Linked DNA regions of Ovis aries: region 1 is linked to region 2. The links are chromatin contacts, called in public Hi-C maps. All regions are on one chromosome and are shown on one strand. The core of a region is the stretch at or near the end of the contact, and the rest is flanking DNA. Distances in the headings are between cores, read along the strand shown.

Region 1 (3,894 bases), core at 218-2,717, 220 kb after region 2:
TTTGCCATCAGCATGAGGCATGAGTGAAATTGCAGCTTGCCATCCATCTCCTATTGCTGACGATCCTTCAGTATCATCCCATCTCTCATCGCCTGTCCCTCCTTCAGTCAGTAACTCTTCTTACCTGTCACTGGATGCCAGTCTAATATAGGCCAGCTGTTGTACTGTACTACTGTACTTTTCAAGGTACTGCACTAAAAGATTAAACATATTTTCTTTACTTTTTCATATATTATTGTGGAAAGTATTATAAACCTATTACAGTATGGTACTATATGGCTGATTGTGTTAGGTAGGTACCTAGGCTAACTTTGTTGGACTTAAAAACGAATTGGGCTTTCAAATGTGCTCTCAGAACAGAACTCATATGTATGTAGAGGATTTACTGTATTGGCTTTTAAAAGAGAATAATAACTAATGTATTTTTTGTTTTGCTTTCCGAGAGAGTGGTGAAATAGAAGATTTATTATGTCAGAATGGAATGAGAAATACCTTTGAACATCATCTGCTCAACCAGCTCACTCAACAAATAAGGAAACTGAGATCGGGACACTTCAGTACAAATATGCCTCGGTTTCCTGATGCTCTTCACTGCGTCCACAAGCGTAGTCACACGCACTAGGGCATGGGGACCACCATGATAGGCATACTGCAAATATGAACTTCAGAACAACCGCCTTGGAAATCTGTTTGGCAGTTTTTTAAAAAATTAAACATCATTTACCCTATGGTCCACCAATTCCACCCCTAGATATTTACTCTGGAGGAATGAATTTACATGACTTCTAGAGAAAGTTTATGGCAGCTTAGATTCATAATTGCTAAAAAGTGGATACATCCCAGATGTCCAAAAATGGCTAAAAGGATAAACAACAAATTATGGTATTTGTGGTATATCCGTCCAATAAAATACTACACAGAGAGAAAGAAAAAAAAGGAATTAACTACTGATGCATGCAACAACTTGCATGAATTTCAAAAGCATACTGAGTGAAGGCAGTCAGACAAAAGAGAATATGTGGTACTCCATTTGTATGACGTTCTAGAATATCAGCTTCTACCTGTGGTGAGGGAAGTCAGCCCCATGGTTGACTGCTCCATGCTGAGCGTATGCATGTGCAGGATATTGACTAGGAAGGGGCAAGGAGGACATTTCTTGAGGGGATAGAAATGTTCTGTATCTTGATCAGAGTCTGGGACCCGTGACTGTGTTCATTTGTCAAATCTGATCAAGCACTTAAGATCTTAGTATTTGACTGCATGTAAATTATGCTGCAAAGCATTTTTAAAAAATGAATTTCTAGGCACAGACTGGAAGGTACAATATTAACACTCAATCTGGTTAAGAAGAAGGTGAATGAGCCGAGGATAGTCAGGCTACTGGAATGAGTCTGGCATGGTGTATCCTGGAATCCGGAGCTTGGGAAAGTGCTGTCTGTTCCCGCTGTGCTGATGGCGGGCCAGCCAGCTTCCTGTGTAGGCTGCCAGCCCCCAGCTGTCAGGCTGGGCCCAACCTCAGCTGCTGTAATAGCAGGTTGGGAGGGCCATTTCCTCCCAGCCCTGTGGCCACATCACAGGGACCCCCCACCCCCCGGCCTGCTTCCCCAACTACTGACTGCACTCACCATGTACTCTCACATACCCTCCTAGAGCCCTCCTTGCTCTGAGGCAGCACTTGCCGTCACTCAAGCTTCACGGGTGATAAACGCTGGCTTTCTGACATTCCCAGACTGCTCTACTGGATCACTGCAGCCAGGCTTTCTTTTTTTTTTTTTTTAATGACCATTTGTGTTTTCTTCATATTTCCTGCCAGATTGTCAAATCAGGGTCTCTCCAGATGCCAACATCTGGTATTAAATTGCACGTCTGGGTAATCTTCCAAAACAATGTGTTTTGAGAGTCAGGGAACTTCTTTTATTCACATTCTTCATCTGTTCAAATCGTATCATGTTCTCACACTGATTTCTCCACTAAAATATATCTTTCAGGAGGCCAAAGCTGGTCTGTTTAAGACAGGCCTAATGCTGGCATTAGCCTACAGGTTGCTTAGAGGATATGTGATCTGTTGCCTTTTTTTTTTTTTTTCTTTGTGGTTCCCTTCTTTTCTATTTTAAAAAATTAATAAATCACAAACAAACCTTTCATTGAATAAGCATGAAATGAATTCAGCTTTTCCTTTATTCCAATGTTTATATTTTTAATGTAAAATGAAATCTCTAAGAAGCCAGACATATGGTACCCAGACGAAGTCTGCTTGTCTGAATCTAGGGCTGGAGGTGCTTTTAGAATGGTGCAGCCGCATGCAGTGAGTGTTCCCCAGCTGGGAATGTATGCCTGGGGTGGGGAGGATCCACAGCTTGCTTCCTTGTGCTTTTCCTATCGCTCTAGAGACGCGCCGTCCTCCTCGGTAGGATCGGGAAATGAGGAAGCCCAGGTGCACACCTAGCTGGGGGTGTAAGTGTCAGTACCTGCCTGAGAGGCGGAGACACACTCCCAGTCCCAGTGCTGCCACTCACTCATAGGGAAGTCTGTTCCCCTCTCTTGGCTTCCACCCACTTGAGCCTTGGCATGGATCCATTAGTTTCAATCTCAATGTGTTTTTTTTGGGCCGGTTCAAGGGGATGGAGCGCTGGTGGGGAAATGGAAGAAATGCCCTAGGGAGTGGGCTCCTGGCCACTTCCTGCTTCTCCTACAGTCAGAGCCAGTTCACTTTGTTCTGTTTTATATCTTGGGCTTCCATGTAAACCCAGGCAAAACAACAACAAAACAAGCCCTTTTTGGTCCATGTCTAGCCCTGAGGCTGATATGTGAGGATTCATGTTTCCTTCCTGGAGCTGAACCATGGGGGACAACCTTTCTGATGCTCAGAGCCTGCGACCCCCATGCAGGAGATGGTACAGGCACGGAGTGATCCTGTGAGCTATGCTAATCCAGCATGTACACTCTCTGGGAAGTACCCCTTCCCTCCCTCTTCTCTTCCTTCCTTCGGCCCTTCCTTCTGTCCCTCCTCCCTTCCCTTCTTTCTCCCAGAGCACTTCCTGGGGTTTGGCCTGCACGATCCAGATCTTTCAGTGGCAGTAAATTCCTTTCACACTTTGAGCTCTTTCCAAGTGAATTTGGAGGTGAGGGTTCCCAGCCTCCTGTCTAGACACCATTTCAGTGTGCAGATGGAGTCAGGCCTGACTGGGATTCTCCCACGAGCCGACCTGGGCCCATCTGTGGTTTCATCAGTCTATAAGGAGCCAAGTTCGACTGCCCACCGGAGGGTTTTCAAGCAGCCAGCTGTTCTGAACTGCCTTCTGCCAGGAATGTGAAGTGCTGAACCAGCAAAAATTAGGTGCCATGAGAAGAGACTGGGAATAACGTGAACTAAAAACACATCACAGCCCTACCACAAAACACACGTGGAACAAAAGGTTAATTCCACGGATAAACAGCTCTCGGTGGTACTTGGCTGAGCAGCTGGGTCCCATTTCGTGATGCCATTCTGCCAGATGTTCCCTTCTATTAATACATTCTGCTAAAGCCAAGATGAAACACAGAACTGGAAGGCTGAGAGCCTTGCTGGCAGCAGCATGCGGCAACATGCAGGAACAGAGAAAGCTCTGAGAGTGTCCTTCGGGGGGCCGCTTGTTTCCAGAAAGACCCAGGGCCATGAGGGGGGCCCCCGTGTATGCTGTTGGTGCCCCGTGAGACAGTGACTGGCCTGGGACATCATTGCACAGAAATAAATAAGAGAAGAGGGAGGCTCACCTGACTTTCCACCCCTTACATGTATTGACATAATTTAAGAGACGGAGGTGAAGATCACTCTCTGAGTTTCCTCAGTCTGGGATCTCAGACTCTGTCTCTTACAGTGCTTCCCTTTGTACACAAAGTTCCCCCATCAATCAC
Region 2 (3,938 bases), core at 785-3,284:
TCCCGCTGTTGCTGGTGTAGACTGGGATGACTGGGCCGCTGTGAGCGAAGGCCCCATTAGGGATGAGGAACGCAAACTGGCCGTCTGGAGCCGGCACCACCTGGAAGCCGCCGAACACCTTAGCCGCCTCTCCAGCAGGGCTGCCCAGCTTGCAGGGCGCGCCGCCGGGAGGGGGCGCCGCACCCCCGGGGATCGGCACGAGCGGCGGCGGCGGCGCGAACGGCGCGTGCTGCGGGCCGCCAGGTCCTGGCGGGGGCGGCGGCGGCGCCTGCAAGGCGGGGTGCGGCTGCCCTGGGTAGGTCATGGCGTTGATCTGGGTCATGCAGTTGGCCAGGTGGCCGAGGAGTCGGGTGCGCACCTCGGTGTTAACGCCCTCACACGTGGACAGGAAGCGGGTCACCTCGTTCATGCACTCGCTGAAGCCGGCGCGGTACTTCCCCAGCACGCTCGGGTCTGTGCTTAGCGCGGCTGCGGGCCAGAAGGAGACGGATGGGTCACCGAAAGGCCCTGGCCCCGAAGCCATCGCCTCCGCCCTGGGAGGTCCTCGCGGCGCGCCTCCCTGACCACCCGCCCGCGGAACTGCCTCTGGGTAGCCGGCTGGGTTTAGAAAAACCCTCCACCTAGCCACACTAGCTTGGCGACAGACCCCGAGACGCTCCCTCTCCATTCCCTGTCGCTTCATTTAACCCGATCTGAAGCCTCAAATTTGCCTCCTCCCCACCCCCGCGCGATGTGACCTTGGATAGTGCCCTTCCCCCTCTTCTGCACCATCCGAGCCTTATTTCCCCTTATGTAGCGGGCGAGGAGGGCGTGCTAAACTAGATGACCCCAAGCTCCACGCAGCTTAAAAACCACCACGGTTCTAAATCCTTTCACCCCCCCCCCCATCCGCTTCCCCCACTGCCAAGCCGCCCGCCGCCCGCCGCCCTCGCCACTACAACCTCTCTCCCTCCCTTTCCGGAACAGTAACAACTTGGAGTTGTGGCTATAAATAAGCCCCAGACCGTGGGAACGCAAGAGTGAGCCAAGGCAGTAAAATGTAGCTGAATGCCTCTCACAACCACGGGCGGAAGTCTGGAAGAAATCACCGCGGGGCGAGAGAGACGCCCGCAGAGGGGGACGCGGCGAGCCGCTCTCACCCGTCATCTGTGCCCGCTGCAGGTTCCGGAGGTGTTTCACTGTCATTTCCAGAATGTCCGCCTTCTCCAGCTTGGAATGCCGCGAACTCTGCACAGAAGAGGAGGCAAAGGAGGAAAGTGAGAGCCTCGCCAGAGGTTTCGGAATGGTGGGGGTCCGTCCCTCCCCCTGGCCATGGCGGCGACAGCCCTAGACCTCGGCTAGAGGGGCCCAGCTCTCCCGCCTCTGAGAATGCAGTGCAGGCAGGGAAGACCCCGCAGGCAAGGGGATTTCATTCTTAATACCTGGGAGAGAGAGAAAAAAAGAATTACCCACTTACATCTTTTTTAAGAGCATCCAAAATCAGTGTTTTTAGCTGGCTCAGACTTTCATTTATTCTTGCTCTTCGTCTTTTCTCCATGATAGGCTTTGATGACTGTAAAGAAAATTTTTAAAAAAGAGCGCTTGAGTTCCCATGGGACCTGCCATTTCTCCCCGCGATTTTAAGGGAGAAAAGAGCCCCAACCCCGACTTAATTTCTTGGGGGTGCAGGGAAATACAGGTACTGCCCTTACCTTTCTGTGCTCAGATGCTGTCTTTGGTTTATCCGGTGTCGTGTTGACACTGGCTGGGGTAGCAGCCACCGGGGACGAGGAGTTTTTCTCCATTATATCAGCTGGCATTTTCTTTTTCTTTTTTTAATCCCTAGAGAATTTTATTTTTGGAGTTCTTCACACACAAAAAAATTGTCTTGCTTATGTCCCTTTTACTTTATACTTTCTCAAAACTACTGAGCAAGTGCTGAGGGTTTATTATAATATCTTATGGCTACTTGGTGATCGGTAGCGCAATTCCAGGACCAAGGAGAGAGGTAGACGGGGGATTCCGCTGTTATCAGCACCAGCTCCGGATCCTGTGTGATCCCCAGGCCCTGGCGGCCTCTATATATATCTGGGACTGCACGCGAACGGCTCGTGTGAAACTTCCCAAACTTTCTTTCCCACAGTAACTTTCAGCCAATGGGAGGAGGAGACACGCGGCACCGCTCGTGGACCGCGCCCCCCCATTGGCCGCCAGGCACAAGGCCTGGCGGCCAATGGCGCGCGCCTGAGCCCGGGGCACCAGAGGCTACAACGTCAATCAAAAGGATTTTAACCCTTTGCTACTCTCCCTGCTGGCCTTTGCTTTAGAAAGGATTTTTCCGCATTGGGTTTGCTCTAGTCTAGTTTATTTCTCTTGGGGCTTCGGCCTTTGCTCTTTATTTCCTTTCATATGTAATAGAGCTGCTTTGCCAGTAATAAGTTCATTTGAAATATATATTTTTAAAGGTTTAGAAGGACAGGGATTAAAGGTTATAAATGCAGTGGTTAGAACGGGGGAATGTAAGGGTGTGAGTTACGAAAAGATCTAAGTGATTTCCCTCTCAGACTCCGCACGTTCGGGGGAGGAGGGGGGTGAAAGTTGACCGTGCAAAAAAGGGCAAAAAATTTTCCTTTTGCATGCAGAAAAGGAAAATGTGCCTCCATCTTATATTTGCAGGTTTTTCAGAGCAAGGTGGTTTTCGATCCCCGCACCCCTCCCCCGGTCCGTCCCTCATTTTTCCTCTGGAGTTGGGGGCCTCGGACCCCGCGCTTCCCCAGGAAACAATCAGAATAATTTCCAACTGAGCAGAAAGGAAATGGAATTTCAAATGAAAGGTTAACAAGGGGGACTTTGATGGCAATGCCTCAAGGACGCACGCACGTCCTTGCCAACTTTTCCCTTTCCATCCGCCCCCTCTCGGTTCTGCAGCGCGCCGAGGCGGCCTGCCGAGCGGCAGCCTCTCCCTCCTTCCCGCCCCGCGGGCGGCCAGGGCAGCCTCGGCACCCGGCGCGCGCGGGCCCTTTAAGAGCTACACCAGCCGAGCTGCAGTTTGACATCAGCCGGCCGGCGAGGGCGCGCCTGGAGCCGGAGCACGTGCCAGGATGTTTTATTGCCGCCGCGACTGCGGCCGGGCAGGGAGGATGTGTGTGTGTGCGTGCGTGTGTGAGTGTGTGCGCGCGCCCCGGGGGCAGGGAGGCGGGGGGCGGCGGCGGGCGGCGGAGCGCGGGGGCTGGTTCCTGGTCCCCGGGAGAAGCCAAGAAGGTAAATAGCAGCTGCTGTGCTCGAGCCTGGGAAAACCCCGCCCCCTGCGCCTGGCCTGGGCTCATTGGCGCGCGCTGCGTGTGGGGTGTGTGTGTGTGTCCCCGGGCCCCCCCCTCTCCTCCGGCCCCCGCCGGGCCTGGAATCCGAGGGGGCGGCGGGCTGGGAGCCTAGCCCAGGCGCTGACCAACCGCCCCCACCCCAACTACCCCCGGGCCAAGGTCAGCCCTTCCGGGCGGGGAGCGCACGCCCTGGGGTGGAGAGTGGGGAATTATTCCAACCCCCCCCTCCACCCCTGATTTCGGGCTTGAGGTTTTAACTCCGCCGAAAGCCTCACTTGCAACAGCCCGGGGGAGGGGTGGGGACCTTCTTGTTTGCTCCCTGCCCTGGCCCTCCCTCCCCCCGCGGGGCCCCCGGCGCCCGCCGTGGTCACGAGATGCCTGACCGCACTTAGGAAGCGGCCGGGTCAGCCTCCTGCCTCCGCTCGGCGGCTGCGGTTAAAGCGGCTTCGCGCCGCCCGCCTTCTCTCCGAGTCCAGGGAGGCCGGGCAGCTCCCCCTCGCTGCACCCGGGAGGCCGCCGGCGGGCGGCCGGGAAGAGGCGGGCGGCGCGGGCGGCTGCGTGCTGCCGGCTGGCCGGGCCGCGCGCCGGGAGGAGCCGCCGCCGCCGCCGCCGCCGGGTGCCACGTGGCGGGCGCCGGGC

The links. Hi-C and Micro-C count contacts between places; a contact is called where the count stands out from the background.
Region 1: a contact with region 2 is called in a Hi-C map of tail adipose tissue, with 2.8 times the contacts expected there. The contact joins the enhancer-like site here to the promoter of HES1 in region 2. A contact is called at or near these places in 3 of 16 Hi-C or Micro-C datasets (hypothalamus, skin fibroblasts and tail adipose tissue).

Annotation. Positions count from the first base shown.
Region 1 is chr1:194,407,179-194,411,072 of ARS-UI_Ramb_v3.0, forward strand. No RefSeq gene overlaps it. Among named protein-coding and RNA genes, the nearest start is that of HES1, 220 kb to the left of the region's middle. Within about 2 kb of position 1,468, at least 11 of the 54 cell types and tissues checked have an H3K27ac peak or open chromatin away from gene starts, as enhancers often do. A contact at or near this core is called in tail adipose tissue, where this site is marked.
Region 2 is chr1:194,183,983-194,187,920 of ARS-UI_Ramb_v3.0, forward strand. HES1 (hes family bHLH transcription factor 1) reads right to left here and starts at 2,035. Exons shown (of 4, transcript XM_004003033.5): 1 at 1,692-2,035; 2 at 1,457-1,552; 3 at 1,140-1,227; 4 at 1-468. The coding sequence starts at 1,799. LOC121816684 (a long non-coding RNA gene) reads left to right here and starts at 3,088. Exons shown (of 2, transcript XR_006056345.2): 1 at 3,088-3,240.